Regions from separate parts of the Mus musculus genome. Here all the other regions are linked to region 5. A link is a contact called in public ChIA-PET, HiChIP or PLAC-seq and Micro-C data. All regions are on one chromosome and are shown on one strand. The core of a region is the stretch at or near the end of the contact, and the rest is flanking DNA. Distances in the headings are between cores, read along the strand shown.

What was found. A called contact is a pair of places that touch in the nucleus more often than the background predicts. ChIA-PET counts read pairs in DNA pulled down with a chosen protein or histone mark. HiChIP or PLAC-seq counts read pairs in DNA pulled down with a chosen protein or histone mark.
Region 1: an H3K27ac HiChIP or PLAC-seq map of microglia shows a contact between it and region 5, with 6 times the contacts expected there. The contact joins the enhancer-like site here to the promoter of Taf15 in region 5. A contact is called at or near these places in 15 of 39 promoter capture datasets (the 3T3-L1 cell line, 3T3-L1-derived adipocytes, the C10 cell line and 10 more), 5 of 484 Hi-C or Micro-C datasets (B cells, the C2C12 cell line, the N1E-115 cell line and 2 more), 23 of 115 datasets of contacts at active chromatin or transcription factors (the 230-238 cell line, CD8 T cells, the HPC-7 cell line and 16 more) and 5 of 9 other capture datasets (adipose tissue, embryonic stem cells, embryonic tail and 2 more).
Region 2: a Micro-C map of embryonic stem cells shows a contact between it and region 5, with 2.7 times the contacts expected there. The contact joins the promoter of Hnf1b here to the promoter of Taf15 in region 5. A contact is called at or near these places in 3 of 39 promoter capture datasets (the C10 cell line, liver and pre-B cells), 1 of 484 Hi-C or Micro-C datasets (embryonic stem cells), 1 of 115 datasets of contacts at active chromatin or transcription factors (pancreatic cancer cells) and 2 of 9 other capture datasets (adipose tissue and pancreatic islet).
Region 3: a contact with region 5 is called in an RNA polymerase II ChIA-PET map of memory CD8 T cells, with 5 read pairs. The contact joins the promoter of Slfn8 here to the promoter of Taf15 in region 5. A contact is called at or near these places in 2 of 115 datasets of contacts at active chromatin or transcription factors (memory CD8 T cells and microglia).
Region 4: a contact with region 5 is called in an RNA polymerase II ChIA-PET map of memory CD8 T cells, with 14 read pairs. The contact joins the enhancer-like site here to the promoter of Taf15 in region 5. A contact is called at or near these places in 5 of 39 promoter capture datasets (the C10 cell line, the HPC-7 cell line, cranial neural crest and 2 more), 1 of 484 Hi-C or Micro-C datasets (bone marrow-derived macrophages), 9 of 115 datasets of contacts at active chromatin or transcription factors (the 230-238 cell line, bone marrow-derived macrophages, effector CD8 T cells and 3 more) and 2 of 9 other capture datasets (adipose tissue and liver).

The regions. Positions count from the first base shown.
Region 1 is chr11:83,735,850-83,740,558 of GRCm38.p6, forward strand. No RefSeq gene overlaps it. Among named protein-coding and RNA genes, the nearest start is that of Wfdc21, 8.7 kb to the right of the region's middle. Within about 2 kb of position 1,427, at least 57 of the 459 cell types and tissues checked have an H3K27ac peak or open chromatin away from gene starts, as enhancers often do. A contact at or near this core is called in the 230-238 cell line, B cells, CD8 T cells and 4 more, where this site is marked.
Region 2 is chr11:83,849,460-83,853,987 of GRCm38.p6, forward strand. Hnf1b (HNF1 homeobox B) reads left to right here and starts at 1,410. Exons shown (of 9, transcript NM_009330.3): 1 at 1,410-1,933. The coding sequence starts at 1,590. It overlaps Gm12576 (a long non-coding RNA gene), which reads right to left and starts at 1,172. Exons shown (of 4, transcript XR_388929.3): 1 at 1,048-1,172; 2 at 1-820.
Region 3 is chr11:83,018,492-83,023,437 of GRCm38.p6, forward strand. Slfn8 (schlafen 8) reads right to left here and starts at 2,319. Exons shown (of 6, transcript NM_181545.4): 1 at 2,086-2,319; 2 at 1,422-1,537.
Region 4 is chr11:83,787,022-83,791,638 of GRCm38.p6, forward strand. No RefSeq gene overlaps it. Among named protein-coding and RNA genes, the nearest start is that of Gm38934, 22 kb to the right of the region's middle. Within about 2 kb of position 2,445, at least 133 of the 459 cell types and tissues checked have an H3K27ac peak or open chromatin away from gene starts, as enhancers often do. A contact at or near this core is called in the HPC-7 cell line, bone marrow-derived macrophages and memory CD8 T cells, where this site is marked.
Region 5 is chr11:83,470,574-83,475,518 of GRCm38.p6, forward strand. Taf15 (TATA-box binding protein associated factor 15) reads left to right here and starts at 2,535. Exons shown (of 16, transcript NM_027427.3): 1 at 2,535-2,633. The coding sequence starts at 2,627.

The DNA of each region.
Region 1 (4,709 bases), core at 177-2,676, 260 kb after region 5:
ACACTTTCTCCTTCTCCATGGTCAGGAAAGTGGAATTGTAGATGACAAGTCCACTCCTCAAGCATCTTGTCAGTCTAAAAATAAAAAGTATGTGTAAGGTGAAGCCATCATTTAGCCATGAGCATTAACTCAGAAAACCTGGGCCTCATCCCCCTAGACACAGGAGCCTCATAGCTAGGCCATGGCGGGTGGGTGTGGCAGGACCACGTGTGTGCACTCTGGTTTCCCAACACCATGAGGATGCCAGTGTCTCTCTCTACTGATAGACACAGTGCTCACTTCTCCTGCATGCTATCAGAATAATACTTCCTGTGCTTGCTCTCTGATGCTGGAACATAAAAACATTGACCTACTCTGCACCCCCAAAAGACTGGTTGGCAGCTCCTCTTTAATTTGGCTCTCCCTCCTGTTCCCATTCTCCCCAGCAACTTTTTGTTGAGGTTGGTCTTGTGCACTGTGTATTCAAATGCTGAGTTCTGTGCCCCACGATGGGGTTGCAGTCTGGATATGGTCATTCTATTCACCAATGTGCTGTAAAGAATGCTCCTGAATTATCTCTGATTTGATAATAAAAGGCTAGAGCCTGTGACTGGGCAGGAGAGAGAGAAAAGTGGGACTTGAGATTGAGTAGGGGGGGGTCACAGGTAGGGACCGCGAGAGAAGGAAAACGGTAGGCTAAGAAGGCGGTTGTCATGAGGCAGGATAGACCATGAGGAAGAACCATTAGCAACTGGCCAAAAGAAACTCACATTGAAGACAAATATGGAACAGATCAAGGCTCAGCTGGCAAGTAATCCAGCATTTATCTGGTTATTAATAGCCTATTAGGGTTATAATAGTCTCAGGACCTGCCCAGTTTAGGTTGTTAAAAAATTCTGATGTCTTTGTGTTGTTTACTTGGGAGCTAACTGGGGAAAGAGTGTGGCAGAAACCACACCCCTATACAATTACTTTAGTACCTTTCCCCCTCCCTTCTCTGAACAGATGCACCACAACCATAGCTGTTCTATAAACTACAATCCCCAATTGTCACTCTCTGCTGTCCACGGGAAATGTTTCAGGTTTTCTCTCCTGCCCCACGTAGTTTCTTCATATCATTCATGCTATCAAATTGATGCAAAGTCCTTATCTTTTTCTTTTCTCTGTTTTTTTTTCTTTTTGGTAGGGCCTCCATAACTATCTGATTGGATAATGAAAGGCTTAAACTTGATAGTTGATTCTCTAAGTATAAGTAACAGAAGCAGACAAATATTAAAGCGAGGGAAGCCATTTCTTCAAGAGGACACATGTGTGTCACAAGGACCACTCCTTGCTCCCTGCCCCTTGTCTCTGTTTCTCAAATACATTACCTAGCACCCACTGCCAAGAAGAGACTCCGGCATTTCTACTATTGCAACAACATAAGGACAGAGGCCTTGACCCAGCATATTAGATGTCTGCCCTTGACTGGGGTTTAGAGCTGTAGTGACACAAAGCAGTTTTTGCCTTTAGTTGGCCCTTGGTAATGAATCGATAGGTACAAAACAAAGTGATGAAATCATGGAAATGCAAATCAAAACCACAGGAGACACCATCTCACCCCAGTCAGAGCAACTTTTATAGAAAGCCCCAAAATAGCAAAACTAGTGAGGCTGTGGAGAAAGGGGAACTCCCATTTGGGCACTCTCGGTAGGAATGTAAATTAGTACAGCTATTACAGAAAACAGCACAAGAGTTCCTCAAAACCATGAAACAAGACTGCTATCAGATTCAGCAATCCCACTGCTGGGCATTGAAATGAGATGAAATCATTATATCAAAAACATATCTGCAGTCCCTGTTACAGCATTATTCACAATGGCCGGGATGTGGAATCAACCAAGGTATCCACTGGTGGATAAACACACAACTACATATTGGTGGTAGGACTGTGTGTAGTCATGAAAAGACTGATGTACTATTATCTGCAATGACATGGCCAAAGCCAAAAGACACTGTGTTAATCGAAGTAAGCCAGGCTTATGCAGACAAATGCTGTGTGTTCTCATTCACTATAGGAACAAAATGTTGATAACATGAAAGTAGAGAGCAGAACAGAGGTTGTCAGGAGCTATCTAGGAATACTATAGGGGAGGAAGGGTTTGGACAATTAGCACCAAAACACAGTAGAAGACTGAATCCTTGGTCTCACAGCACACTACCTCACTCTGAGGTCCACACCAATTTCTTATCTGTAACTATAAGACTATTAAAGAGTGAAGGTTCCCAAAACAGGGTGATCAGTGTTTGACACGCATGGTGATGGTCCTGGTCTGATCACTACATGTATATATGAATGGAACTATCACACAGTGCACACAAGTATGTACACATGATACATGCTAATCTATAACTTTCAATTTTATGCAAGAGTTAAAGTGTTACAAAACTATAGGTCAAAAGATCAGCTCTGTCTGTAAGTTTATGTTTTTGAAATAAATACCATTAGTAGTTTGGTAGGCATTATTCCCATTTATATTCTATGGTATGTCAGTAACTGTATTATTTTATATATTCACTACAGTCTATAATAATACTGTCTGGGAGCAGACCCATTTTCTCACTGCCAATCATCCTTCCAGGGACATATCTCAGAGGTCTGTCTGTGTTCATGGTGTCATTTCTGTGCAGATTGCTGCCAAAGGACCTGGATCTGTGGAATCATATATCAAGAAGGACATGGTCATGTCTGCTCTGGTCATGTCTGTTCCCCCAGCCTGGGAACCAGGTGGAAGCACCAAGCCCTGCCCAGGTCCCCACCCCACACAGCCCAGTGAGCGCATGCCTAGCTCTGCCCTGGCTTTCCTTACTTCCATGGTTAGTGCTCAGGCTCTGTGCTCTCAAGTCTGTGAAGAGTAGATCACAGACACTTTCCCAGCCTTTCTTGAGCACAGAACACTCTGCTCTTGCCTTATTATACAAGTCAGATGTATGTAAAGTGGGAAAATTCAGAGACGGTATTAACCTGTCTTCTCACATAGAAAGCCACATTGACATTCTAAATGAAAGCTTCTACACACATGGACACACATAGACATACACAAACATACATACATACATACATACATACATACACAGACAGACAGACAGACAGACATACAAACACAGACATACACGTGCATACATACACAGACACATAAACATACATACACACACATAGACATAGACATACATACATAAACATACATACACATACACACACATACATACATAAACATACATACACACACACACACACACACACACACACCACACACCCTATTTTGTGTATCCATGGATAGACATAGCCCAACCTGATTGATGTCAAAACCAACTCCATATCAGTAGCCCTATCCTGACACTGGATGCAAAGAGAAAGAAGGCAGCCTTGGTGTCTGAGAATCAGGAAATACATCGTTCCTCCGTGGCCAGAGGACCATGAAGACACAGATGGATAATATCTTGCTTAGAAGGCACTATAAAGTTGAAAAAGCTGGAAATACTCTTAGAAATTACAGTGTTGTAAGGAAGTTAGCCCAAACTATGCTCCCCAAACCTTATGTGAAACATAACATCCCAGTGTTCATGCTGCCACCTGGTGGATGTGACTGTCGCTGCACCTCTGTACCCCTTGCTTCTTTACTAAAGCCTATAGTTGATATTTCCACTATAAATCTAGGAAGACTGTCAAAATGACCTGAGACCAGAGGAGCTGAGACTGAATGTAATCCAAGAACATCTTGAAAGCACATATTCATTCTCTCAGGATTACGGGCCAAACTTAGATACGCAGGCAATGGGAAGAGAATGCTGAAGAACCCTGCTGATAGAGTTATCTCACAGCGCCAAGTAGATCCACTCAATGTATTCACTTAACATGTGAGTGTAGAATCCAGTACACATCTTCCACGATGCTAACTTGAGAGAGTAAGATGGTTTTTAATGGGTTGCTGTGCAGCAAGAGTATGCTGCTGGGTGTGTGTGTGTGTGTGTGTGTGTGTGTGTGGTCTCATTAAACTTTAGATTACTGCTTCAGTAGGTCTGGCGTGGAATCCAAGAGTCTTCATTTCTTCCAAGGGATCTGTGCAATGGACAGACGCTGGTGACCTGTAAGTCTGCACTTATTTCAGGCTAAGTGCAAAGCATTTGTCAACCTTACCCTTCTCTCTGAAAATCACTGTCTCATTCTTCTGCTGAAATCCCGGAGAGTCACAAATATTCCCTCTCTTGTGTGACAAGATTAGATAGATAGATAGATAGATAGATAGATAGATATAAAACTCCAAATCACCCCCCATCTTACACACCACCCCAAACACCTGCCACCTCACTAGGCTAAAAGTGTGAGGGGTTTTGACAAATGTCCACACAAAGACCCATGTGATAAAGGCACTGTCTTCAGTCTCTTCTCTGGCACCATTCAGAGATGGTGGGATATCTTGGAGTGCAGTATAGTTGGAGGAGGTTTTGGGAGGCATGAGCTTGAAGCAGATATGGGGACCATTCAGTGCTCCTCTCTCTTTTTCTACCTGCTGCTTGCCCTGAGGTAGGTAAACTTTTCTCTGCCCCATAGTCCAATCATGATGCACAGTTTTGCTTCAGGCCTGAGAAGGAATGGAGCTGACTAACTATGGACAGAAACTTGTGAAATCCGGAGCCAGAACCAACCTTGCCTCTTTGTAAGTTGTTTACCTTAGAGATGTAATAACTTC
Region 2 (4,528 bases), core at 160-2,659, 380 kb after region 5:
ACCGCCTCTACCCTGGGGAAATGTGTGTGCCTGTGCGTGTGCGTGTGCGTGTGCGTGTGCGTGTGCGTGTGCGTGTGCGTGTGCGTGTGCGTGTGCGTGTGCGTGTGCGTGTGTGTGTGTGTGTGTGTGTGTGTGTGTGTGTATGTGTGTGTGTGTAAGCAGTTTCCTTCCCTGCAGCTCAGGTCCCTGCCTGGAGGTCTGGGTGCGGCTTGTGCCTCCTTGCTTCCTCTCCGGGTCCCAGGGGAGATGTGGCAGAAACTCCTGCCGTGCTGTGCCGAAAGGCTCAGAGCTTCCTTCCGGACCAGACCTGGGTGGGGGAAAAAACATTTTTTTTTCTTCAGTGGCTTTAGGGGTGCCTGCTCTAGGTGGCATACAAGACTCCTGCCACCACCACAGTGAACTTGTGTTTATAGAGCGCGATTCTTAACTCCCGGTACAACGGACTTCCTAGAATTAAGAACCAAAACAGTGGTCCTGGGTAATCCAGAGCTGCAACAGTCGGTCCAGCCACAGGTCAATCTACACATTCACTACTAGAAAGGAGACTCCGTAGCCCTAGTTTTGGGTGCAGAGCTCAGGCGCTGTTGGGTTCCGGGTTTAGGCAGAAGGCGAGCTCCAGGTGTCCTGCTCCCCCTTGGCTTGGCGGGGCAGGTAGCTGGTGAGCCCTGCAGCGGCAGAGCTCCACTTTCGCTACTCCCTCTGGCCATAAACGAATCGGCGTCTCCTTTCAAGGGTCCCGCAGGCCTCTAGCACGTTAACAACGCGCGGTCCTGGTCAGGAATCCGGCAAATCCAAACTACCAGGCGGAGCTGAGGAGGACCTGGAGAGCAGTAACCGAGGTAAAAAGAAATGGGGTCCCTCCAATTCGTTGTAACCGCGCCTAAAGCCACTCTTATTCCTGGCGCCCATTCCCAAAGAATCTGATTCGCCACCATCTGACTACATCTCCAGGCTTGCTACCTGCAGACAACCTGGAGGCTTTCTGCTCTCCTCACCCTCCCCCCCTCCCCCTTGCCAAGGCACCCCAACTTTGTCCAGCTCTCTCACCTGAACCCCCGAAGCGCAGTTTCTTCTTTCTGGACTAAAGCCGAACCTGTCGCTAGTGGAAAGGTCCCCCACCCCCACCCAGCCCAGGCTGCAAGCCGCTTGCTTTACCAGTCCAAAGGTCACCTAAAGTTTGGCTGATAAACAGAATCGGTAGAGAAGATTTGGAGCCCCCCAGCGTGAGTAGAATGGGCTCTGGCAAGTCCCAATCCCGGCCCAAGTCTCTCGCTCCGTTGGACTGTCCCTTAGGTTCTCCCACTTTCTCGGTTTTTCCCCCCTCCCCACCACCATTTGCATCTTGCCGAAAGCTGAGCCCTTCCCACTCATTTGCATATCTTATATGGCCTAATGGTGGAGATCATGGCAAGTTAGAAGTTTTCTGACTCCTCTCGGAGGAGTCTCCGGGACCCCAGAGAGTAACAGGTGTCTGAAAGCTAAAGGGTGGAGGGGTTCCAGGACTTGGAGTTCTCTTGTAAAACTCCCCTCCACCCTCCTCTCTCACACCCACCCATCCCCTCAACCCCTTCTTTTTCCGTCCTTGGAAAATGGTGTCCAAGCTCACGTCGCTCCAGCAAGAACTCCTGAGTGCCCTGCTGAGCTCCGGAGTCACCAAGGAAGTGCTGATCCAGGCCTTGGAGGAGTTACTGCCGTCCCCGAATTTCGGGGTGAAGCTGGAGACACTGCCCCTGTCCCCCGGGAGCGGGGCGGATCTCGACACCAAGCCGGTTTTCCATACTCTCACCAATGGCCACGCCAAGGGCCGCTTGTCTGGGGACGAGGGCTCAGAGGACGGCGACGACTATGACACTCCTCCCATCCTCAAAGAGCTCCAGGCGCTCAACACCGAGGAGGCCGCGGAGCAGCGGGCCGAGGTGGACCGGATGCTCAGGTAGGCAAGCGAGCGAGGTACGCCCTGGAGCCCGAGCAGTCTCTGGAGTCCCCGGCCCCTCACCGGAGGCATGAGGTGTACACTGCTCTCCCCAAGCCCCTTCCCCACGGGAAAAATAGCCCGGGGGCACTCCGCTTCTCTGCTAACTATTGAACCTGGCCCTCCACCGGGCGACCTGGAACCCCCAGGCTTCGTCTGCCTCCACCTATGCGGGCAGCCTGGACCCAGGCACTTTGTTGGTGGTACCCAGTCACGAGAACCGAAGGTGCGGAGCCTTAGGTCACATGACCAGAGGGGCTGGTGGGTGCAGCGAAAAGGCTGCAATTGCCCCCGGACCCACCAAACTTCCCAAACCCCAAGCCACGTATTAATCCCTGCGATCTGCAGTTCTCTGCAAAAGACCTGGCAGCATCAGTGGCCGAGGCCTGGGAAGCAAGTTCTCTGATTGTGTCCTTACAGAGCCAAGTTTAGAATTATAAAGTGGAAAGTTTGTTGTAGGGTCACCAGTGCCGGGCAAAAGAAACCATGAACAAAGGGAGAGAGAATAGGTGCTCCTAAGACCACCATGCCCTTTTGCAGAGGTGGGCGTGTACGCATCTCACTAACGACACCCCAGCAGGCTTAGGGGAGCCCAGGCTGGCTGGCGGTCCCTCCGGTGGCTGGGATCACTTGCCGGTCCTCTCGCCCGGGCCTACGCTTTGACAGCTAGTTACTAATTATCCAAGGAGCCAAGCGGCTCCCTTAGACTGCGCGTCGCTCCGGGGCCACTTGGCTTCAGAAAGGAGCCCCTCGCGTGGCCTCTGACTCTTAAGCCCTGCGGCTTCAAAGTTTCAGAGTTCCGGAGTGACTGTGGCGGCCTCCCTGGCTCGGCTTCCTCTCCTGCAGCGCGCGCTTGGGGTGGGATATGACCTTGCATTTGAATTTGCGCTTTGGGGACCCGGCCGCTCGCCCTCTAGCCAAGGCAATCTGGAGGACTTCTAAAAGTTTTTTGTTTTTTTTGTTTTTTTAACCCCTAAAATGATTTTGCTCTAATTTAAAAGCTTGGGTTTCTTTCGTTGCTGTTTCTCCACGTAGCAATGATTTTTTTTTTCCCCCTCTGGCTGAGTTTAGCGGCCTGGATGGTGTCAGGGGTAGAGGGTACAGACTGAGGTACCGAGCCCCTCGGAAGGTTTGGGACGGCAGGCTGGCAGAAAATTTATCCTGGGGCCTGGCTCAGGGACCCGGCATCCCGTCGCCAGCCCCCTGGGGCCTAGGTCCTTCCTCCTGAGAGCCACTGTCTAGTTCGCCTCGGAGCCGACTTAGGGAAGCCCGGGAGGCCGAGGGCGCCTCTCCACCGTGGTCCCCACCCCGGGCTGGACAGAGCGGAGATGTAACATAAACTGCAGCACGTGGAGTTGGGGTGTTATTAATTTATTCCTATAAATCATCAACAGAAAGTACACAAAACGTGATTAGGTTGAAAAGAGAGGCGGGTTATTCATTGGTGAAGTTGTAAACTCGGCTTAGAAAGGGAAGGAAATCAAAACGCAGGAGGGGGTGCTCGCCGGACACACGCGCGGAGGTACGGGACGCACCCCCAGGTCCCCGCGCTGCTCTGGGAAGCCGACACCCGCAGAGCTCTGCGGGCGCAGAGTCTCTGAGTCGGGGGTCTTAGGACCTGGGCCTTCTTCCCACCCCCAAGCCATGGGGAGCAGAAGGAGAGGAGCCCAGACTCTAGCTGGGGTGAGGACCCAGGGCACACCCTGAAGCTCTGTCCCATTCGCAAGCTGGTGCCGCCTTCCCTCCCCTGGGCCTGGAGCGTCTGACTTTATTAAAGTAATTTTTCAAGAAATTGCTAGCGGCTCGCAGGTCACCGCGCAGCCGACTGCAGGGTACCGGGCACTCTCTTTTGTTTTTCTCTTCCCGCTCCACCCCCTTGTTCCCCTGTAAGTCAGAAAGAAAAGAAAGGTGTGCGGGGGAGGAGGGTCACTCGGTGGCGCGCCTGGTCGCCTTTACCCTGGCTGGAAGAACCTGGCCAGAGTGGAGGGTTGCAAACGGCGGTGTCGCGCGCTCCCCGGCTGCGGGTCGGAGGCTGGTGTGCCCCAGGGGCTTAGGAGACCTGGTGGGCCACCTAGGGACCAAGGCCCCTGGTTCCCCGCGAGCCGGGACCCAGAGAGTCTCTGCTCCTGGGAAGCAAAGTCACCCTTGAGGAAGGAGCGGGCTGGACGTTGTGGCCACTGTGGGTTTGCTTTTGACACCTGCGCTGGCTCTACAAAGGCCGAGCGCTCCTCGCTACAGCGAGTTTCTCCTAGGGAGGAAACTGTATTTCCCAATAACTCTTTACCTGGGCCTCAGAGCTCTCTTCCGTAGGGAATATGCGGGGCATTCTGGGATCCGAGAAGTTTTTTTTTTTTTAGTTTTTCAGGTTTTTTTTTTTTTTTTTTGTTTTTTAAGATATAACTACGCCATCTTAACCCCCAATTCAAATATTTTTAATTCAGGGCCTGAAGGTTTTGTCTCAACGGTTTTTCTTTTGTTTTGTTTTTCTTTTTTCTTAATCATCTCGCTGTTAATTCCCCTTTTCACGGAACCACTCACGTTTAGAACACACTCTTA
Region 3 (4,946 bases), core at 1,069-3,568, 450 kb before region 5:
AGAAGGGGAGGGTGGGGGATGTTTGGTGAAATGACATAACTTTTAACTTTAAAAAGTTCCCAGATTCTTTGGCTCATATATGTCAATAAGCAAAAGTCTATGAATTGTCACAATGGATTGAGAAATGAAAAAAATGAAAACTAGGTACAGAAAAGGCCACTAGATAGACTTACTAAAAGAGAGAGGGAAAGAGAGAGACAGACAGAGAAAGAGAGAGAGAGAGAGGCACAGAAAAATTTGTATTAAGAGAAATTGATAGTTCTCTTTGCGATGGGAATATTAACAATATATACCATGGAGGAGAGAGAGCCAGCACAGAATGAACTTAAAGATGGAGCAGGAGGCTGAGGGACTGAAACAACAGAATCCTGAGCACCAAGGTTTGGAAATGACAGTGGTCCATGAGCTGGGAAAAGGTGAAGAAGAGGAGAAAGGCAAGCAGTGGGCCTGGTAGAGGTTAGGTTACAGATGTCTGTATGTCTGTACATCTCCTGCCTGGTGCCTGGTCAGAAAAGGGCTTCAAATTCCCTGGGACCAAAATTATGAGAATTGCTCATTGCTGTGTGGGTGCTATGAATTGAACCTGGGTCTTCTGCAGGAACAAGAAGTGATCTTAACTGCTGAGCCATCTCTCCAGATGTATATAATTGAGGTTTTTTAAGGGAGTAAAATCCTAAAAGTGTCATGTGACCCAGAATAAGGCCAGACTAGAGGATGTTTGCCAATGTTGAAGGATTGTAGGGGCTTGTGGGACAGCTGGTCTATAGTAATGGCACCATTCCCTGAGACCTGCAGAAAGGTGATCTTGTCTCCCTTATACAATCATATAAACAGTCGGTGAAAGATTAGGCCTCTGATGACTGTGTGTAGAAAGTAAGAGTGGAACACACAAGACACTAGAAGGGCTGGGGCAGTACACTGGGCAAAACAAATTGGGACTGGCCATCTTAGGCAGAACTGGGACAGAAAGGAAACAGGCTTTAGAAGGTGTGCTATTTGAGAAACTGAAATCCCAGGGTCTTAGGCTCTTTTCCATAGCTTCTGGATTATAAACCCTGGGTGAGATAGTAGCTATTCTATTTCTGCCTCTTGGCTCATTGCTCAGTTAAAGACAGTATCTTAGAGAGAGGGGTCGCTCAGTGGCATCTGCAGAATCCCTTTCAACATTGTCATTTCAAAGCTGAACCTTGGGCCTAAAGCTTGTACTCTAACTTGCACCTACTAAGAGTAACAGGCTCTACCAGCTCAGAGACTGCCTGTTGAGATTGCCAGCCAGAGCAAGCCAGAGTGACAGAGACAGCCTCCCTCCCCCATCCCTTCACCCATCTGGGTCCCCCTTCTCCTGTGCTGGGCTGGTCAGTCTCTCACCCACTGGAATCATCCCCTTTCACTCCCAGGCCCCTCCAGTCCTCAGCACCTACTTTTAAAGGAACGCGTCGCCAAGTCTGAGAAAATATCCGGGTCTTCAGACAGGAGAGACACAGTGGTGCCACCCTGGCTTCTGGGCTGCTCAGGTCCCAGTTCTGGTGTGCTGGACCTCAGGGAAGGTGGAGGGGAGCTGAGGGTCTCACCAGGTCCTGGTTGCTCCGGATCCCAGAGCGCAGAGCGCGCGGAGGTGGCGCGGAATTCCAGCCTTTCCTTTTCACTGCCTGACTCTCCACCCACCCTCTCCCGCCCGTGGGCAGAGACCAATAGGAAGCCTTCTAAATACTGGAAAGCTTGAAACTCAGAAACTAAACTTCAATAATTGTGAACCTGAGCTATATTGGGCGTTCGGATTGTTCTTGGTGTTTTTAGTTTCTTTTGGTCTCTGCTTTCTCCCCACTTCCTCTTTCCTCCTTGCTCGTCCTAAATGCTAGTGTTCCCTCATGGACCTATCTGTCTGCATCTATATACCGACTAATCAATCTGTTTATGGGATCTTTTCATACAAATTACACAAGACAGGATAAAATTTTTTCAAAAGGAGATAAGCTCTTCTCCAGCCCCTTCCCTCTGGAGCTCTTCTCCAGCCCCTTCCCTCTGGAGCCGGGCCTCCCATCTTTCCCTGGCTCCCTTGAAGGTCACACCTGGACCCTCACTCACCACTTCCAGTGGAGTTCTCTTGATCCCTGTTCCCTGGCCACCTTGGAAAGCAGAATTTGGAAACAGACAGGAATGTAAGTCTCCCTTTCTTTCCAGAAGCCAGCCTCCTGACAAGATCCTTCTGGTCTGTGGCCGGGTAGTGTTCCACTTGTGGACTAGTCACCTGCCTGTGAAGTCCAGAAAAGCAGCCCTGGTTCTACTGTGAGTTTGGCTAGCAGTGGTAACAGCGAACTGGCTCAGTTCTTCTTGTGGTTGCGTTACTTGCTTTTGGGGAAAACGAAACTGCTCAAATTTTCTGGCCAGCTGCAGGCATGCTGCCAGATTGAGCTCACTTCTGGTTTTGAAGGATCTGACTGTCTTGCTGTGTTTCCAGCTAAGCCCCCATTCTTAGCTATTCGTGGGCCTCCTCACTGTAGCAAGGACTTATAGCCTTCTCAGCCTGAAGGGGTTCCCTGCTGTGGAAAGGACAATCAAAGAAAACATAATATTTCATATAGTGGGATTTTTTTAGGGTTAAGCAAATGTATAAGAACTCTACCGAACAGTGTTAGAACGGTGGCATAGCTAGAAGAGGAAACACGAAGCGTTCACTCACTGGAAACTGAGCTTAGGTAAGAAAGGAGCAGGTTATATCTGTGAAAGCTTACATCTGAACTTATGATCCTTTATCGTGAAGTCTGTAAGAAGTCTGGCAGTCTTACCTAGTTAAATAATGTACTAATGAGCACACACAGTGGTGGATTCCCTTAGGGTAAGGAGCTACGTCTGTTTTCTAGCTGTCAAGCTACAGTTACCTTAGCTATCAATGGAGTCAGAAATCTGAAAATAAAGTATAATCTAGGAGTCATGTATTAATTAAAATGACAGAGTTTCATGTACGGTTCACTACATAAACAGCTCCCAGGTACTTGAGGTCTCCATGGCATCTTGGGCAGAGTCAGTCTAGATTTCAAGGCCAAAAGACAAAAACCTTTTTTTCTGTGGAGTTAGATATGTGTGAAATGAGAAATGACCCACCTTGGCTTAGGCAATATGAGGCATTTGACTCTCAGGGTATCCTGTTTGTCCACAGTGTAAACCAAGCCGTAGCAGCAGCCAAGACTAGTAGACTCTTGTGTCCTTTTTTCCTTGGAGAACATAAAAGATAACTCTCAGGCTTTGGGAGTCTCTGTCTGTCATGAGCTTAAAAATTAATACATTTAGCAGATTTCTGACAAGTTTGACAGTAGTCTCTATTGAGCATATCTGAGTTAGACGACCTGTGATTGCTTAATTACTTGTTTGAGAATGTACTAGCAAATAGGGTACACTATAACTTAATGGCAGTTAAGAAATAAGGGTAAACATATATTTATAAAAGACAGTGATCTTTAACCTCATATTGTTTACAAATCATTATTTACTAAGGCAGGATAGAACAAAAACCTTATCTTGTTAAGTGACTTTGACAGGTTGTATCAGTAGATAAAAACACATGAAGAGATACACACCCAAAGAGACAAATGACAGAGTTTTGTCTAGTGTACACATGGCTTCGAGTTGATGTGGACCAGAATGGAAAGAAATCAGAGGGCTGACAGCAGTGGCTTGAGGGCGTGGTGGGGCCAGGGGCGAGGGGAGGTCAGAAAGCAAGTGTGTTAGGGCAGCTTCAGGCCAGTGCCACAAGTGCCACGTGTGGGTGCTCAGGCTGTGCAAACAGGCCAAATGAATAGGGAAACAGAGGAGCCCCAGCTCTAGGCTGCAGACTATGGGCAAGCAGAGCTGATTCCCCAGGAAAAAAACTGAGAATGAAATGGAGAGCATCAGACTTAGGAGCTGGGGAGAGGCTCTAGGGATTGGCATTGTAGGAAATAATGTAAAGAGAGTAGATGGCTCTTTATAGGCGCAATCCCACTCCTGATCAGCACGGGAGATTTGACTTGCTCCATTTCCAACCCCGGCTGGTTCACAGAGTGGGAGACAGGTGCATGCTTGTGTGCACCAGGCATGCCCATGCTCTGGCTAGGACAGGAGATGCTCATCCTGAAGCTGGAAGACCAGGAGGATCCACAATAGCCCAGATAGCATACACTTCAAGGGAGTGGTTCCCTCCCCTCCCCTTGCCAGTTGTCCCTGCTGTCCCATGAGATGGCAGCAGCAACAGTGGCAGTTGCATTGCAGAAGGGGCTGCATCTGCAGCACCAACATAATCAAGCCTGACAGGGCCTTTATAAACCCCTGTCTAATGTAATTTACAGTCATTCTCTGGGAATGCCAGGCATGGACCTGGCCATATTTAATAAAGCTTGCTTCAAACTTGCCTTAAAAACTGAGGTAGTGGTCTCATTCTTGTTCAGTGGGACTAACAATGCTGTAGCAGTAGCTGAGTGCTTTCATCTTAACCCACAATCACAAGGACATAGAGAATTGAGAATGGCTTCTTTGTTGTTTTCTTCTTCTTCTTCTTCTTCCTCTTCTTCTTCTTCTTGTTCTTCTTCTTGTTCTTCTTCTTGTTCTTCTTCTTCTTCTTCTTCTTCTTCTTGTTCTTCTTCTTGTTCTTCTTCTTGTTCTTCTTCTTGTTCTTGTTCTTCTTCTTCTTCTTCTTCTTCTTCTTCTTCTTCTTCTTCTTCTTGTTCTTCTTCTTGTTCTTCTTGTTCTTCTTTTTCTTGTTCTTCTTGTTCTTGTTCTTGTTCTTCTTCTTCCTCTTCCTCTTCCTGTTCCTCTTCTTGTTCTTCCTCTTCCTCTTGTTGTTGTTGTTCTTCTTCTTCTTGTTCTTCTTCTTCTTGTTGTTCTTGTTCTTGTTCTTCTTCTTCTTCTTCCTCTTCCTCCTCTTCCTCTTCCTTTTCTTTTTCCTCTTCTTCTTCCTCTTTTCCTCCTCATTC
Region 4 (4,617 bases), core at 1,195-3,694, 320 kb after region 5:
AAAGGGAGGAAATCACATTTGAGGAGGGAGTGGCCTAACCCAAGGCAGGGAGGTTTAGCCAAGCGGATGGCCTCTGGTGGGTTAGCTTGTGACGCTCAGCATGGTGAGCCCATAGAGAGGTCATGGGCAGTGTCGGTAGGCTTACTAGACTTGTAGGTATCCCTAAAGCAAAATAGATTTGCTTTAGGGAGCACTCAGGTAGCAGATGGAGCACGAACAGAAGGGAGGAGCTGAGGGTTCTCACTCGAGGCTTCATTGTAGTTGCTGCCCGTGTAACCTGAGCCCTGGGATATTGAAACTCCCTTCCTTGTGACTGAGGTGTTGGCCATAGAGGGTGCCCCTCAGGAGGCACAGGAGCCTCCCAGGTATGCCATGCAGAGGAGGTCAGGTAGCATGGACCGAAGAAGCTCGGCATAACTCGAGGAAAGACAATGCTGGGTGTGAATCCACAAAGCCAGGAAGAAAGCGCAGCAGGCAGTCCCTCCAAAATTTCCACACAGTCACCACATGACTCAGCAACTCCAGGTGACACCCCAAACAAATGATGTGACCAAGTACAGCAGTGCCCACAGCTGCAGCATTCGGGATAGCCCCTAACTAGCAACGGCGGCTCTGCTGGCGACCAGAGAACGGCATGATGTGTGTCTACTCGGTGGAATAATATTGGGCTGTAGAAAAGGTGAAATATCAATATACTCCATATCGTGGGTGAGCCATTAAATGCTATGCTAAGTCAAAGAAGACAGCCACGTATACTGTAGGTTTTCATTTACATGAGATGCTCAGAATAACATTTAAGTGTTTGCCTGAACAGGTGTTGGGGATAATAAGGGAAAGTACCTGAGTTGGGTTCCCAGGACCCACGTCCAATGGCTCACAGCCACCTGTCACTCCAGGGGATCCAGCGCTCTCTTCTGGTCTATGAGGGCAACTGCACTCACATGACACAAGTGTCAGGTCAGCTTGACTTCATAAGAACGGAACAGCTCTGGAACAGTAGGATTTTCATTCATTTATTCATTCATCCATTCACTGGAGAAGATATCTGGAGAATTTATCAAATATATAAGATATAATATATAAAAATCAGGCAAGTGCAGGGCAGTGGTGGTGCATGCCTTTAATTCCAGCACTTAGGAGACAAAGACAGGCAGATTTCTGAGTTCAAAGCCAGCCTGGTCTACAGAGTGAGTTTCAGGACAGCCAGGGCTACACAGAGAAACCCTGTCTCAAAAATAAAAAAGAAAAAGAAAAGAAAAGAAAAAGAATCAAGCAGAAGAAAATATCAGGGAACAAGGAAAAAAAAAGTCCTGCAGATATCACACTTGATCAGGACGGTAAGCTAATACCGTCAGTGACCTGGGGTCTCGGGGGCCAGAGGCAAGGAAAAACAGATCATGGCCGGACAGAAAGCTCTGGGCAGATTATAGTTTGGCACGAGGTGTGAAGGAAGTTCTCCCTGGGAAGACAACCTTTGAGCAGAGGCAGGCGGGGGTGACCCTTGGGGTGACCACAGAGCTGTACAGCAGGTGGCACGTAGGACACACAGGCTATCTTAGAGGGGCAGGAGGTAACAGAGCAGAACAGCAGGTGGAAACAGGAGGAGGCTGAGCGTGGTAACTGGGATGTGGGGCCTTCCTGGCCTTGTCCCCCCACCATAAAGAGGAGGGGTTTAGGAACCATGGGTGGGGAGGGCTGTGAGCAGAGCTTTGCCCTGACCTTATGGAAGGGCCCCTCTAAGTCAAGGTTTTCAACCATGGCACTGTTAATTCCTCGGGCAGGCTGGTTCCTTGTAGGTGCACTGTGGGATGTTTGTCAACATCTCAAACCCCTTACTTAACCAGACGCCAGGAAGAATCCCCCTAACTATGACAACCCAACATATCTCATGCTTTGGAAAATGTGCCCTGGAGGGCTAAGAAGCCCAAAGTGGAGAAGCATCGCTCTTCTCTGAGCCTTAGCTTGTAGGGGGCATGGGTTCAGGGAGCTCTGGTCTGAAAGGCTGGATTTGGGGGTGGTCGTGACACCTGTAGGATAACATGTCTCTCGTGCAGTGAGACAACCTTCCACCCTGGAATGAATGTAAAGAAAAAAAAAAAAAAAAGCAACACCCTTGGTTACGCTTAATGCTTTGAACAAGAACGGTATGTAAGGTGCCAGAGAAGGTACCAGAAGAATCTCTTGAGCTTTTGGCCCTGCCTCACAAGCATGGCAAGGCAAGAGTATAGAAAAGGGGAGTGGTAAGGGGCTGGAGACAAGGGAACGCGAGCCCCAGTCATCTGGGAGGGGCTCATCGATTCTTGATGCATTTCCTGAGTATCTTCTATACATGAGGCAGTTTCGCTAGCATCGTGTCATCTGAGAACAATACTTAACAGTGAGGCAAATGTTATCCTTCCTGTTTTGTGACTCACAGATTACGAAACTTCTGAGTAACATGCTCAGATCACGGTCGGGACGCATGCGCCTTCCTGTCAATGCCCGATGCTGGCTCCCTGAAGCGTCTAAGTGAAGCTTATGCTAGCTAGCATTGAAGGCAGCGCAGGTTCAAGTGGGGCTGGGAAGCAGAGCAGATGACACAGCTGCTTGCTGCTTGAATGGAGCTTGGATGGGGAGTAAATTACAGGGATTTGGGGCAGGGCTATTTCTTAAAGCATAGAGCTTGTTAATATCAGTTTTGCTTAGGGGAGGGAGAGCTTAAAAGTACGCTTGCACAGGTCAGAGGACAATGTATAGAGGATAGCTCTCTCCCACCTTGTGAATCCCAGGGATCTAACTTAGGTCATCAGGCTTGGCACAGTTTACCCACAAACTTTTCCAAACATCTCTCTCTCTCTCTCTCTCTCTCTCTCTCTCTCTCTCTCTCTCTCTCACACACACACACACACACACACACACACACACACACTGTCTCTCCCTGTGTCTGTTTCGCTCTCTCTGCTCTCTCTGCCTCTCTCTTTCTCTCTCTCTCTCTCTCTCTCTCTCACACACACACACTCTGTCTCTCCCTGTGTCTCTGTTTCGCTCTCTCTGCTCTCTCTGCCTCTCTCTCTCTCTCTCTCTCTCTCTCTCTCTCTCTCTCTCTTTCTCCCCCCCCCCCTTGGTGTCCTATGTAATAGTGCTCTCTGTAACACAGGGCAGGCATGATGCTTGGGGTCTGATATGCTAAGTAGACTGCAGGTAGCATAGTGGGCACCACCTTTTTCCCCAAGCCAGGAAGCTTTTCCAAACCTTCCCTCAATCAGCTGACCCAGAATCATCTTGGGCCATGACAGGTGCTTTTCCAGAAGTCTCTCTTGACCCCTTTAGATAAAGGGAAAGTCTCCCAGAATGTGCCTGATGACAGACACTCTCCAAGCTGTAACAGGAGACAGGATAGGACTTCTGAGAAGGTTGGTTTTGTGTTGTTGCGTTGTTTTGCTTTGTGTCAGCATGAAATGATGAAGGTGATGGACTGGCCAAAGCCTCGGAGTCTGAGCCATTTCCAGCCCCAGCCCCAGCCCCACGTGCATACAGAATGTATCCTGCCACGACCTTTAGATCTGAAGAAACTCAGGTTCCATCCTTCTGAGAAAAGCCTGCCAGCATCCCAATGCAAAAAAATAAATTAAAAAAAAAAAAAAAGCCTCCAACCCAGAAATACTTTGTCCAGCCTTCTCCAGGAATGGAGACCAAGACATGTGGGTGAACACACACTTCATTGTGTTTGACAAGATGAAATCAAAGGCAGACCAACAGCTGGGTTAAACTCTTTATATAGGTTTCTCTACTTTAACAATGTTAGAGAATGGTTTAGATATAGAAAATTTTTAAATTGCCAGGCATGATAGTGCACACCTTTAATCCCAGTACTCTGTAAGCAGGAGCAGGCAGGATCTCTGTGAGTTCAAGGCTAGCCTGATTTACATAGAGGGTTCCAGGACTATTCAGTGAGATGCCGTTTATAAACTTTAAAAAGGGGGGACTATGCTTGGACTATAGTGTTAAGGAAAAAAGTAATATATATATATATATATATATATATATATATATATATATATATATATATATGTGTGTGTGTGTGTGTGTGTGTGTGTGTGTATTAATGTAATATAATAATGTATATACACACATTTATATACATATATATTATAACAACAATTGACAGTTTGCAAAGAGTTTTTTTTCCATTGTATTAGAAGGTTATTTCTGCAAGCTGAGACAATGGGTAATTTTGTCTTTTTTTTCTTTTTAATTTTTACATGTCTGAGTGTTCTGAATGTGTATCTATGTACTATGTGCGAGGCCAGGAAGGCCAGAAGAGGGCATCAGGTCCCCTGGGCTGTGAACCACCATGTGGAAGCTGGATCCTCTGCAAGAGCAGCCGATGCTCTTGTTTGTCTGTTTGTCCAGACAGGGTCTCACTACACAGCCTTGGCTGGCCTGGAACTCTATGTGGTGACTTATTTCAGGCTTCTTAACCTCCGAGCCAACGCACCAGCCCCTGCATTTTTTCCCTTACACTAATGTTTTTCTGAATTCCTAAGTGATAAGGAAAAGGTAATTATCTTAAAAGAGCAAGAGCTGAGTTACTGGGAAGGGTCAGAGCCCGGTGGGTCTCACTGCACTACCCATGTC
Region 5 (4,945 bases), core at 1,285-3,784:
AAGTTCCCATTTAAAAAAAATAGTATTCAAAATCCTCCATAAAGCATACGGGACCTTTCAGGAAGTAGCCTGTCCCCCACCACGCTTCTCTCTAGGGTTTTTGTCATCCAAGATGGCCTCAAACTTAGGATCCTCCTGCCTCAGCCTCCATCTGGCTTGGATTATGCACATGCATCTCCATGTCCAAATGTCCACCTCGGTCCCCCCATTTCTATCTTCCATCATCCCTGAACCCCATTGACAACCCAATCAGGGGCACTTATATTACCCAAAGTGCTCTATCACAGCTGCTAGCCTTGGAGAACCTATTGGCTAGTTCCTGATCTTTCTTTATAGCTCAGTTTAGGCAGCACCTCATGCAGGAGGCTTTCCTTCATAAGGCTACCTTCCTATGGATGAAGTGTCCTATTTTTAGAACACTTTCCACCCCTGGAACATTCAAGTCTGGTAGGGACCACAGGCCTGCACCCTGCCTATTATATTATGTGACTGCAGTTTCTGAGACCAGCAGGCTGGGTTTCTTTCTCTATCTCTAGGGTTTCCCAGGTTCTACACACAGAGTAGATCTTAGGAAATGGAAACTGGATAATGATATAAACTTACACTGTCAAAGATGAGCAATACTCTGTATATCTTTCTTAAAAACAAAAACAAAATTAGAACCCAGAAGATCTTTCTTTCTCCTGTAGCCTGGTTCTCTACAATTGCATAAGCTCTTCTCTGGGTTCCTCTCCTCGATACAGATGCTAAAGTACCATGGCTCATAGTCATGAAAGAACTTTTATTTCTTTATTTCTTTAGCCTTGCCTTTTGGTCCTGTCTAAAGGTTCCTAAAATCCTCTGTCTATACAGATACAATGAGGAGAAAGGACCTCATGCTCTTTTCTGACCTGAAGGTATCAATTCTGAACTTACCCTTTCTTTGCTCCATTCTAGTCTTTTCCGCTTGGTCCCTGTCACAGTGCAGGACACCTCTATCTGGCCATTTCTTGCATAGGCTTTCATGGCCTCCTAAGTGTCTGTGACTTCTGCACTTCCCTCTGCAGTTACTTTATGAGTCCAGTGCACTGCGATCTCTCTCACTAGCATTATTATTAAGCCACTCAAGTGATCTTCCTGCTTAAAATATTTTGTTTTAAGACAAAAATAAAAAAGGCCCTCTGCAGTCCTGTGTGTCCTGGAACTCACTATGTATACCAGTTTGGCCTCAAATTCAGAGGTCCTCCTGATTCCACTTTCTAGTACTGGGCCATGCTACCTCAATTGGTTTTAAAAATTATCAGTGCTGGGAATTGAGCCCAGGGACTCAAGCATGTTAGGCCAGGCTTGGATCACTGAGCAAAATTCTTAGTCTCGCTTCTCTCTCCCACTTTTAGGCACCTCGCAACTCCAACCTATTCTTCATTCTACAGCTGGAAAATACATATCTAATCTCCACCTTTTGAAGTTCTCTAGTGGGTGGATCCACCACCTTCAGGACAAAGTTCAAACTAAGAGGCCTCAGCTATATACCCTCCTACTTTTCTGGCAAGTTCAACTTTTCTCCCCTGGAGGCTACACTTCAAACATATCAAATTACTTGTTCTACACCAAGTCTGGACAGATCTTTTGCCCAATTCAACTTGAATAACTCATCACCCAGGTCTTCGTTCAGGTGTCACTCACTCGGGGAAATGTCCTTGCAGATTCTCGAGTTTTCCAAGCCCTTTTCCCAACTGAGCTTACTCTACGGCTTTCCGGTAAAACCCCTTAGCAACAGGGTCTGGTTACCAGGCTTCAAAATTCCACCTTTGCCCTTGGTTAGCCTCAGGCTATCCGGCTGTATCCGCAACTGGGGGAAACTATTTCATCAGTCTGTTGTGCGAATTAAATGAGATGATGTAAGGCGCTGACAATTTAAGAGTTAGCTGTTACAGAGGACTAAGAAAGATCCATTCCCGTGTCTCCTTATTCCCGGAGCCAGTTATGCGCGTGACTTAGACTGAAGTCACATTTTTGTTCTGGTCTCACTTCGATTTTTTTATTGGACAAGGTGGTTATAACAGCCCCGGAGGCGATCAGGTATGGAGCTTGTCACGACTTTCGTTCCGCTCGCTGCCCAGACTCGGGACGCCCCCAAGTGGTTCAAGTTCTGCAGCAAGAGCCCGAGCGAGGCCGACCACACCATTCCCGATTTTAAAGGAAGAATCGACTTTCCCAGGCATTAAGTTCTTATTTATAAAAGGGGAGCCTCGTCTTTCGCTTCATAGCTTCAAAGTCTACCAGACCCGGTAAAACTAGAACTGGGGTTGTGAATGGGGCGGAGCGAGCTGGCTCGCTTTCCTCCCCTAGCCCCAGGAGGGCATTGGTACTTTCCTCTCTCAATTCCCTCTCAATAATGGTACGGTCGCGGAGGGGAGATCCGGGAGGACTCTAAGGCTCGGCGGAACGGAGTGGCGTGGAATCACCCCTCCGGCTTCGGCGCAGTGGTATCGCCTGCCGCGCGCTGATTGGCTGCCGAGGGCCCGCAGTCGGCCTCAGCCCGCCGCGCCGCCCTCAGAGCAGCTCCAGCAGCCGCGCCGCCTGGCTTTTCGTTTTCCTTGTTCTCCGCGGGCCGTGGCGGGGCTCCGCGCCGCGGCTGTTAGTCATGTCGGGTAGGTGACTCCGTCAGCGAGCAGCGGCAGCGGCGAGAAGGGGTCCGGTGGGTTCTGGCCGTCTTCCCGCCCACCGGAGGGCCGCGAGGGAAAGACTCCGGCCTGAGGGAGGCTGGGGTGGGGGGAGGGAGGGGGGCGGCCGCGTCGCCGCCATGTTGGACCGGAGGCACGCACGCTCCCAACGCTCCCTGGCTACAAATCACGGCGGGAGCGCCCCGGAGCTCTTTTGATCCTGCCCTTGGAACCTGGGGAGATGAGCAGCTCCCCGGGGAGGGTGTGTGTGAGTTGGGGGGGGGGCGGAGGCCCGTCTACGCCATCGTAAGGGCGGGGGGAGCCGAGATCTGAGCATCAGCCTGAGGACTGGGGGCTTCGGGTCCTCCGCGCCGACTCAGATCTCTCAGCGAGGCCTCCGGCCGGTCGTCTCGCCACCTCGTTCCTCTGTTTCCCCATCCGAGAAGTGGAGCTGGGCCTTCCTGACTCACCCATTCATCAGGTGGGAGTCTTACGCTCTGGGAGCCCTTTTCGAAGCACTTTGCCTTACCCGAAGTCGCGCTACGGTCATTCCCTCTGCTGTAACCATTGGGGTTGCGGGGCGGTGTTTGTTTATTGGGCTTCACCTTTGTACTCCCTCCTCCACTTGTTAATCTCCTGAACTTAGAATTAAGCCTTGCCAGTTACTGACGAGCACTTTTAGGTCTTCGTGGCATTTCCCTTAAGACTTTAGAGACCAAGGACAGCGTCTTCCTCAAATTAGTATTTATAGAGGCCACTGCTGTGTGGAAGTGAGGCTTTCCCCCCTCCGGACAGGCAGTCTGGGTCCTGTTAAACCAGAACTTAAAAGTCCTCTGAATTCTAACAGTTCCAGTTGACCACATAAGGTCCTTTCTTTGGGCTACACTTACAGGTGGCAAAGACAGACCCAGAACGAGAGTTCTTTACTTCTGAGGAAAACATTGCCTAAAGCCATATGGCTGAGATGACATAATGACTTTGGTAGTTTTTCACCTACTTATGAGAGAAAGGATCTCATGAGGTATCCTTGGCTCAACTGGAACTCGATATGGAGTCCAGGCTGGCCCCAAACTCACAGATCCACCTAACCGCTGGCACTAAAGGTGTGCACCACTATGCTTGGAAGATTTGCCCTTTTATTAATTAATTGGCAATCCTTTTCTAAAGGTTTTCCCAGTCCACCTGGAGGGATGTGTATGATCAAATCTGCAATTGGAGAAGATTCAAAAGGAGCGAGAAAGACGGGACAGAGAATGATGGTCTTCCCTCAGATTAGCAATGATACTGAGGAGCTAGAAATCTCATCTTTTTGGGTAGGGTACCTGTATGGTGGAAAAAGCTAGGCTGAAGTGAAGTTAGCTCTTTTTAAATTCTGCTTTTTGTTCAAACAAGGGATTATTAGTTCCAGAGGAGAAATTGGCATATTTTTTCCAGGTAAAGGTCCAGAAAAGGATGTACAAGTGCATCCTTAGGAAGGGTATATGTAGGTTAACCGTGACTTAGAAAATTAAATAGCTCTCTTCATGTAGGAATTACCAAGATTCAGTGTAAGCAGTGCTCAGGGATTGTTTGGGACAGGATCTTCCAGTGTGTCCTAGGCTGGCTTTGAACTCATCATCTTTTAACAGCTTCCTGAGTGGCATTGCAAGCTTGCTACATTTGGTCCACACTGTTGGTTTTTTATTGTAATTATTTATATAAGACAATGACATTTTTATAGGACTGAGTAATTTCAATGAAAGATTTAAATTTAAAGGCTTAAGTTAGGATTTTTTTCTTACTGTTATATACAACTTAATATGTTTTGTGATGTATATGAAATACCTTGACTTTTGAATAAGTGACTTGTTTAATGTGTGTTAAATTAATACACTTAACAGAATAAATCCCCCCCTGTAAGTAACTAGTATTATTAATAAGCTACATCCTTTAAACATTCCAGACTACACTTAGAAATTTAATTGACTTATTTAGATGTTTGCTGTGGCAGAAAGACCCATGGTAAAAATGTAGAAGCCAGTGTGGTATGCATAGAGCTATTTTGGCAGTTAACTGATAGAGAGTATAGGTCTTGCAAATCTAAGGACAAGTGAATCCTTCACCTGTTAGCCAGATAATGAAAACTGAAATCCTTATAAATCTTGGTTTTACAGATTAATTATAGATTTGAAGGACTATCAGTGAAGGAATGAACAAAGGGAAAAGTCCTAGTGTGTGCAGTAACCAGGAAGCTTAGATACTGAGTAGACTCTTAAGAGTTCGTAATCTGGAACCTTTTACTTTTAGTACTCATTTAGCCT